Regions from separate parts of the Pan troglodytes genome. Here region 1 is linked to region 2. Evidence: chromatin contacts called from public HiChIP or PLAC-seq data. All regions are on one chromosome and are shown on one strand. Each heading gives the region's core, a stretch centred on a gene start, on an enhancer-like site or on the middle of the called end of the contact. The rest is flanking DNA. Distances are from core to core; before and after follow the strand shown.

Region 1 (5,033 bases), core at 723-3,222, 170 kb before region 2:
TTACTGTTTCTGTTACTTACAGTAACAGAAAATAAAGCATTAAAAGTCTATTAAGTTTCAGGCTTGTACAACCTTATTAAACAAGAAATGTTTCCAGTTGTTGGCAACAATATTACCTGCTATCTTTCATTAGGAGTATATATGTCAACTAACCTGGAATACATTTTCATATTAAATAAGTTAAAATTGCTGTTTCATTGTATCAGTACAGACACTTATGACTCTACTTCTGCATTGTACCACAAAATACAAAGTCATCCTTCCATTCAGAGTTTTAGCATATGAACAAACATAGAGGTCAGAGTTCATACACATGCTCTGTAAAACCGACCATGACTTATATACTACTTTCAATAAGTCTGTTGTCATTTTTGAATTTTAAATAATTTTTTCTCCATGTATACTCATCACATACTTAGAATGCTGAATTTCACAAATTATTATTGACACTATTAAAGTACTAACCGTAAAAGAAAAACACAAATAGCAATGATATATTCAATAATGGTATGTGAATCTTAAAAATAATCATTTTCTGTATTACTTTTTGTTTAATTCATGTGGGGAAGACAATCTGGCATTCTTGTTGATCTTGGTATGAGAAACTGTACTAATACTTGCATAATTTTGAGTCAAATTACTAGAGCACTGTGAATATCTTACATAAATAAACGTAGTACAAATGTATCTAAATTCTGCAGGACTTAAGAGCAACGGGAGGCAACTTTTTTGAAAATCTGTTAAGTCGTGATAAATCTCAATAAGGAGATGAAACAATGTATTAATCTGGTGAAATTTCACATTTTTAATAGGTCTGCTTTTCAAAAGTAAGAATCAAGTTAACTATGAGGGACATTATAATGAAGTTTCGTGGCACAACACGAGTCACAGAGGCACTGTCTTAGGACAGTCTCTCTGATCTGTAACTTGTAAACAATATTTTGAAATAAGCTACTCATACATTCCATTATTTGTTTCCTAACTAACAATATTTACATGTCTTTAATACACCAAACACCTTGCCTTTGCCCACTCAAAAGATTGAGATGTCAATAAAGATGAGGCCTAGGAATCTGGGGGATAAGTGGAAAAGAGATAATTATCTTATTTGGAATTAACTTGCTAACTCAGGTGAAAATTCCCTTACCCCTGCCACCAAATACGACAGTATTCTATTATGTCTCCCTTTGACTCCTAACACCCAACTAAGAAGGACTAACTCTGAATGTCCTTCCTTTTTAATCAATACCTAAGGACTCACTGCTCCTTCCCTAAGAAAAGAACAGTGAAGGCCTGACAGGCAATAACCCCGAATACCCTCAAAAGTGTGGGCCTTCGAGCAGCACTGCTCTTGGGATCCAGTTACCACCTTTCCCCTTCCCCCAACCCACTTCCCGGGTTTTCTCAGGCTCGGCCTGCTCCCTCCCCACCCCACAGCCACATTTCCAGCTGCGGCCACCGCCTCGGGTTCTCTTGTGAGCTTCCACCCCTCCGAGGAGTTGCCCCCTGTCCATCACCTCCCCAAACCATGTTCCACCCCAGACCACCCGCCCGCGAGACCGTCCATCCTAGCGCTCTGGGAGGGGAGGGGAAGGCGGCGGAAGGAGGAGGGGAACACTGGTGCTTCCTCACAGGCAGAAGGGCGGCCGCAAGGAGGACCACCCAGGGACTACCGGGGATATCGGGGTCGCAGCTGGGAGGACCCTCCCGCCCCAGGCAGAGGTAGGGGATATCCGGGAGTTCATTTCTGACCTCCTCGCTCTTCAGCACCTCCTTGAACTCCCGCTTGATTCGCTGCACCGCGATGTTGGCCATGTCTCCGCCCGCAGCTGATTCGTACCCGCCTCCTCCGCCACCGCTACGACCACCGCCACCGCCGCCACCTCTTCCTCCACCGCCTCCTCCCTCGGCGATTCAGACCTGAGCACACGAACACTGCCACTACCACCCTGGCCGCCGCGCTCCCTTCAGTGTGGAATCACCTCCGCGCCCGGCCACCAAAATGGCGCCGGGTCGGCGCATGCGCACGACGTTGACCCGGCCGGGCGGCGCAGCCGCTCCCGTTGTAGCCCCCCGTACGCCCGAGCCACGAGCTCGCGTCTCGGCTGGGGCTGCGGCCGCGTGGCTCCGCCCTGCCGGCGTCTGGGGCCGCGAGGGTGCGGCTTCCAAGCTGGCCGGCCCTAGCCGGCCCCCCCGGTCCTTCCCGGCGCCTCCGCTCCTGTTTAAACCCGGGTGCTGTGGTCTGGGCTTCCAGCGCTGGCCTCTGACCGAAGGTTCGGGCGCAACCGAACGGGTTTCCGACGCCGCACTCGGCTGGAACGCCGCCCTGACTCAGCTAGACCCGGAACCCGGAGGCTGAACGCCGTGTCTAGCGCAGGAAAACGCTCTCCCGGATCTCGGTCCGGCCCATTTTCAGTTGGTGTAGCCCCAGAAAATCTACTGCAGTCGTTTTTGTTCTGCAACATTTATAGTACCACGATTATTCCCATCATCTCAGGTAGCACAGATTATTGAATTAAGGCTGGTTATTGTTGGATCAGATTGGGTTTGAGACAGGTACTCGGTGGAGAGGCCTGAGGGTGGGTTTAGAAGCCAGATGTTGATCTTTGACCTATTTAATACCGAGCTTGACACACACACACAATCTCTCTCTCTCTCTCTCTCTCTCACACACACACACACACACACTTACTCCTATGCCCATCCCTAGAGTGTTGGGTGGGCCTAAGACTGCGTTTCTAACAAGTCTCCCAGTTGCTGCTGCTGTTGGTGCTGGTTCCGGGACCACATTATGAGAACCACTGAACTGAAGCATGTGAAAATTCACATATATTAAAGTGAAAATTGGAGAAATGGAAACAATTACAGTACCCTTCAGGGGACTCGGGGTTGGGGAGGGGGAGCCTTATTTCTGTAAACCTAGGCCTCAAAGGTGCCTGGTGATAGTAGGCACTCAATAAATATTGAATGAGTAAATGAGTACAGATAAGACTAAAACGTTTTTGCTGGCGCGGCGGATCGCTTGAGGTCAGGAGTCCGAGACCAGCCTGGCCAACATGGTGAAACCCCATCTCTACTAAAAATACAAAAATCAGCCAGGTGTGGTGGCAGGCACCTGTAATCCCAGCTATTCTGGAGGCTGAGGCAGGAAAATCGCTTGAACCTGGGGGTGGGAGGTTGCAGTGAGCGAGATCGCGCCACTGCACTCCAGCCTGGGCCACAGTGCAAGATTCTGTCTCAAACAAAACAAAACAAAACAAAACAAAAAGTATAAAATATTTTAAGTGGAAAGTAAGTTTGAAAGTGGTTTCTGGGCCACGTGCGGTGGCTCACGCCTGTAATCCCAGCACTTTGGGAGGCCGAGGCGGGCGGATCACGAGGTCAGGAGATCAAGACCATCCTGGCTAACACGGTGAAACCCCGTCTCTACTAAAAAAATATAAAAAAATTAGCTGGACGTGGTGGCGGGCGCCTGTAGTCCCAGCTACTCGGGAGGCTGAGGCAGGAGAATGGCGTGAACCCGGGAGGCGGAGCTTGCAGCGAGCGAGATTGCGCCACTGCACTCCAGTCTGGGCAACGGAGCGAGACTCCGTCTCAAAAAAAAAAACAACAAACAAACAAACAAAAGAAAGTGGTTTCTGGTCGGGCGCGGTGGCTCACGCCTGTAATCCCAGCACTTTGGAAGGCCGAGGGGGAGCAGATCACTTGAGCCCAGGAGTTTGAGACCAACCTGGGCCCTATGGTGAAATCCTGTCTCTAAAGATAATAATTTTTAAAAAAGAAAGTGGTTTCTAAGGTGCATAGTAATAATGGTTTGGTACTGAGAAGCATTTTGAATAGAACATTTTGGAATAAGTAATAAGGGTGTCATTTCAGAAGTTTATACTTCATGCACTTCCTTCACCTGGCCAATCAGTAAAATATCTATTATAAAAATATCACAAATACATGGTCTTACCAAAAGTAATTAAAATTGTGGTGGCAAACATGGAAATAGCCAATGGAGGCGAATCAGTGGGGGCACAAGGCAAAAGAGAATTTCTTAAACTCCCGCCCCAGGAACCAAGAGGAGATTTTAAAATTCCAGTTCTCTCCCATGGCAGTTCTCTTGCCAGCTTTTATTTCCTCATCTACGAAACGAGAAAACTGGATTAGATTATCTCTTTCAAGTTTTAAGAGTTCAGAATTCGAAAATATCATCTCAAAACATTTCCCCTAAGTGGGCTGACATAAATTATATAAACCCTTCTAGCAGAGCCCCCTAGTGGTCCTAAGAGGACTCAACCATATACGTAGGTCATGGTACAAGGAATTATTGGTATAATGTAAATCACGCAATGCTATATGTATTTGTGCCAGTAGACTTAAAAAAATTATTTTGAAGAGTGCAAAAACTTTGTGAGCACTTTACATTATCACTGTCCAATCCTAATCTTGGAATGTGAAGAAACTTGGAATACTCAAAGGGGGACCAGTTAGAAGGGTACAGGCCGGGCGCCCTGATTTATGTCTGTAATCCCAGCACTTTGGGAGACCGAGGCGGGCGGATCGCTTGAGCTCAGGAATTCGAGACCAGCCTGGGCAACATGGTGAGACCCCCGACTCTACTAAAATACAAAAACTTAGCTGGGTGTGGTGGCGTGCGCTGTAGTCCCAACTACTTGGGAGGTTGAGGCAGGAGAATCGCTTGAACCCAGGAGGCGGAGTGAGCGGAGATCACACCACTGCACTCCAGCCTGGGTGACAGAGGGTGACTCTGTCTCAAGAGAAAAACCACAAAAAGACAATTCCCCCTCTCCAAAAAAAGGTCTGGTAATTTTTTTTTTTTTTTTTTTTGTCTTTTTTTCCCCCCTTTCTGTGGAGAACGGGGTCTCGCTATACTGCCCAGGCGGGTCTCGTTATACTGCCCAGGCAGGTCTCAAACTCCTGGGCTCAAGGTATCCTCGCGCCTCTGCCTCCCTGAGAGCTGGGATTAAAGGTGTGAGCCACTGCACCGGGCAAGGGTCTGGTAATTTCTTCAAGGGAGAGGGTTT
Region 2 (4,435 bases), core at 1,023-3,522:
TTGTACACTTGTGAGAGAACAAGAGTGAAAAAAGCAAGTAACACATGAAAACTTTTTGACTTCATGGATCCCAGAAAGAACCTCGGAGATTGTCTACAGTCCCCAGCTCACATTTGGAGAACCTCTGTCCTAAATCCAAAGGTCCATTCTAGCTGGCACTGAAAATTGACTTAATTTCTGAAATCCTATTAACCGTTTTGAAGAGTCTGATTCTACCAAAATACTAAAAAAGAATGTGAGGTGAATACTAAATAGAAAAATGTTGAATTCAAAATGAAGGGACTAAGATAAGTGGTTTTTATTACAAAGCAAACTGTATTAGGTAACTTAAATCTATGTATGTTCAAAAAGATGTACTTGTCATATCTAGTGCAATTACTTGTTTACATATCTCTTCTACCCAACCTGTGAGCTTTGCAAGAAGGAACTGAGTCTTTTTTGTTTGGTTATTTTTTTGAGACAGTGAGTGTCTCGTTCTGTTCCCCAGGCTGCAGGGCAGTGGCGTGATCTCGGCTCACTGCAACCTCCGGTCCCCGAGTTCAAGCAATTCTCATGCCTTAGCCTCCTAAGCAGCTGGGATTACAGGTGCCCACCGCCTCACCCGGCTAACTTTTTGCATTTTTAGTGGAGCCGGGGTTTCACCATGTTGGCCAGGCTGGTCTGGAACTCCTGACCTCAGGTGATCCACCCGCTATGGCCTCCCAAAGTGCTGGGATTACAGGAGTAAACCACCGTGCCTGGCCAAAGGAATTCAGTCTTAATCCCTTTTGCATCTTCAGCCTTTAGGATAACGTCTGACACACAACAGGCATTAAATATTTGTTGGATGAATGAACTGAACTGCATAGAATGCAGAAAGCCTACATATACTGGCCAGGCATGGTGGCTCACACCTGTAATCCCAGCACTTTGGGAGGCCGAGACGGGCGGATCACCTGAGGTCAGGAGTTTGAGACCAGCCTGGTCAACATAGCAAAACCCGGTCTCTATTAAAAATATAAAAATTAGCCGGGCATGGTTGTGGGCGCCTGTAATCCCAGCTACTCGGGAGGCTGAGGCAGGAGAATCGCTTGAATCCGGAAGGAGGAGGTTGAGGTGAGCCGAGATTGCACCACTGCACTCCAGCCTGGGCGACAAGAGGCAGACTCCGTCTCAAACAAAACAACCAACCAACAAGCCTACATATCCTGCCACACGTGCTACAATCCACAGCAAACTGTTTCATCCACATTCAACCACTTTCTTAAAGTCACCATCATGATCCTATCAAGAAAACCGTAATTTATATGGTATTTTAATGTGCCTTTATAAATTACTAATCACTTTCTTCATGATGTATGTTAAAATGGCTTATGTCACCTGATGTAATCCTTAATGAGGGAAATAAAAGGCCATGACTATGCCTGGCTTTTTTTCTTATATGTTAGATTTGAGTGTTAAAATGACCTCGAAGCGGCGAAAGAAAGGAACAGAACTGCCCTCCACATTAAAAATGAGCAGGCTCCATAGGTTAATTTTACTCTTCCTCACGCACGGCACTTACATGTTGCAAACTCTCCGCTCCACAGCACGCACAGACATCCCAAATCCCGGATTGGGCCTGAGGAACATCTCTGCAAAGAGCGCCAGGAGGGCGTGGGGGTCCCGCCTCTCCCGCCAGGGACCAGGGAGTGGACACTCACTGGTCCAGTCATGAGGAACTCAGCATCCTCCTGACGGGAGGCGCCTCTTTCCCAGAAGCGGTGGGTCAGGAGGAATCTGACTAAACCCTGGGTTGCCCGCCCGGAGGGCGCGGTTGACCCCGGGGCCTCGAGGTTGTGGGCGAGGAGTAATACGCCCGCCGAGACCGACCCGCAGATCCAGGAGACTGAAACCCGAGGGCGGCGCTCCAGGGTGCTGAGGAGACCGGAAAGGCGGCCAGGACCTTCCGGTTGCCTCGGCCCACCACCCACCCAGTGTCCGCGCAGCCCTAAAGCCTGGCAGACGCGGAGCGCACGCGGCCTTTGCCTCGGCCAGGACAGGGCAGCGGGGAGAGGGCTGCTAGACAACAATTCTTGACCCCCCCACCTCAACCCACGACCGCCGGGTAGGCGCGCAAAGGGCCTACTCCTGCGGCGCGCCCCCGTCCCCCTGGTCCAGCGGACACGCCACGCACGCAGCCCCGCCCAGCGCCGCTCGCGGTAGGGGCGGAGCCGCTGAGCTGGCCAAAGCGGATTTGCCCAGCTCGGCCAGGGGCGGGGCAGGCCCTCCCAGCCAGGACCAGCCCCAGTCTCCCCGCCCCTGAGCCCTGAAGGAAATAGGGACCCGGCCCTGGGCCTTGTGTAGCGGGAGGGGGAGCTAGGAAGCAGCTGAGGGCAGAGTCCAGGAGGGCCTGGCTGCGGGGGAATGAAGCCTCCGCCTTCTCAGGCAAAAGCCTTTAAATACGGGCTCAGGCCCGGGACTCAGAGTGTAACGCGTGGCAGCCTGAGGGAGGGGCGTGCGCCGAGAGGGAGCTCAGACGGAGCGGGGCGCGGGTGAAGAAGCTGCGGCGGCGCGGCCCGTAGGAAGGTGCTGTCCGAACGATCGGGATAGGAGCGGTCCCTGCGCTTGCTGCTGGGAAGTGGGTAAGCGCCGCTCCCAGACTGGCCCCGCCGCCCGGGCGGGATGCTCCCAGGTCTGGGCGGGATGTGGAGGGAGCGGGGCTGGGGTGTGCGCGCTGCTCCCGGTCGCTCGCTGCGCTCGGTCCCGGGCTTCCCGTCTCACGACCTTCGTCTCTTTGGGGCTTAGGGCGGGAACCGCATTTTGGAACTGCTGTCCTGGGGATGTGGTCGTCTGGGCTTCTTATTCAAGACTCGTGAGTCTTCCAGCCCCTTCTCTTTCTGCCTTTACCCACTTTCCTGACTTGGATGAGATTTCCCTGCCGCCTCCAAAGCCGAACGCCCACCACAGGAAGCGGTTCTCTCGTTGGGGACCTCATTTTGGCCGCAGAGTCGTAGTTTTTTGTTTGTGTTTAAGAGTCTGCTCACCTGAGGGGCTCCTGCTTTTCTCATGCCGCCCCTCTTAAGAAACCAAAGAGAAACGAAGCCAGAAATCCCTCTTGAGAGCAAAATACTAAGACTGTCGTGATATCTGTCCGGGATGTCCTGGAATCCATTGTTGGCCCCCTGCACCACAGAATTGCTCTGTTTGATGTCGGGGAAGGCCTTTCCTGGGTGCCTCGGGAGACCATGTTTGTGTGAGATCTTGAAAAATTATACGTCCTATAAATATATAGGAAGATAACTTAGTAGGGTTAGGAATTCTCGTATAGAAAAAAGAGGGGTTCGCTGGTAGGGATCTATTCATGGGCATACAGAGCAGTAGCTGTCTATCGACAGACCTCAAAGACACAGTGAGCCTTTGAGTTTCTTCAAATCCCTTAAGAAATGGAGAACAGTAGTCTTTCTTCAGGGGGGTTCTGGAAATGAAAGAGCTGACTGTCTGCTCTGAGATGTGCTTATTAGTGGCCAGGATCCAGTTTAAGGTAAGGGGTAGACAACCCTGATTGAAAAGATCTCATTTATTCTCCCGTTGCTGTACTCCTTTTTCTAACAAAATCTATAACTGGATAAGCATAATCCATCTTCCTTCTTGTTTACTTCCACAGCTTTACATGATAACCCTTAGACATAAAATTATTACCGGCTTTCTTACTGATTAAATATTTTTCTCTGGCCAGGCATCTTTTACTGTTTAATTTCTGGAAATGATTAAAATGTGTGAAGCTGATGTATCCAACTATAATGCCCATCGTTAGCTCCTGGGTACCTATGCAAAATACGCTGTAGAGAGCTGGGGCTAGAAGGATTATATTCCGTTTAGATTGTAGTAGGGCATTTGTTATTTGTTAGTGACCCCTTCTGGGTTGGAATGTTTATTTGAATTATGAAATTTTACATGAAGAGTAGTTTTGGAACGGTTTGGTTTGTTGTGACTCTCCCAAAATACAGAGGTAAAAACTCATTTCAAAATAACCCATTTAATAAGGAAACACTCCTATGTCTCTGACAGCAGAATAGAGGGCCAGAGGGTACATAAAAGTAGAAATAGAAAATGGGGGCCGGGCGTGGTGGCTCACGCCTGTAATCCCAGCACTTTGGGAGGCCGAGACGGGCGGATCACGAGGTCAGGAAATCGAGACCATCCTGGCTAACATGGTGAAATCCCGTCTCTACTAAAAATACAAAAAAAATTAGCGGGGCGTAGTGGCGGGCGCCTGTAGTCCCAGCTACTCGGGAGGCTGAGGCAGGAGAATGGCATGAACCTGGGAGGCGGAGCTTGCAGTGAGCCGAGATTGCGCCACTGCACTCCAGCCTGGGCAACTGAGCGAGACTACGTCTCAAAAAAAAAAAAAGAAAAAGAAAAAAAGAAAATGGGGCTGGGCGCAGTGGCTCACGCCTGTAATCCCGGCACTTTG

What was found. HiChIP or PLAC-seq counts read pairs in DNA pulled down with a chosen protein or histone mark.
Region 1: an H3K4me3 HiChIP or PLAC-seq map of stem cell-derived excitatory neurons shows a contact between it and region 2, with 2.3 times the contacts expected there. The contact joins the promoter of UBE2K here to the promoter of UGDH in region 2. A contact is called at or near these places in 1 of 7 Hi-C or Micro-C datasets (stem cell-derived neural progenitor cells) and 1 of 1 datasets of contacts at active chromatin or transcription factors (stem cell-derived excitatory neurons).

Annotation. Positions count from the first base shown.
Region 1 is chr3:40,023,760-40,028,792 of NHGRI_mPanTro3-v2.0_pri, reverse strand. UBE2K (ubiquitin conjugating enzyme E2 K) reads right to left here and starts at 1,972. Exons shown (of 7, transcript NM_001246525.1): 1 at 1,753-1,972. The coding sequence starts at 1,815.
Region 2 is chr3:39,853,901-39,858,335 of NHGRI_mPanTro3-v2.0_pri, reverse strand. UGDH (UDP-glucose 6-dehydrogenase) reads left to right here and starts at 2,272. Exons shown (of 12, transcript XM_001142520.7): 1 at 2,272-2,603.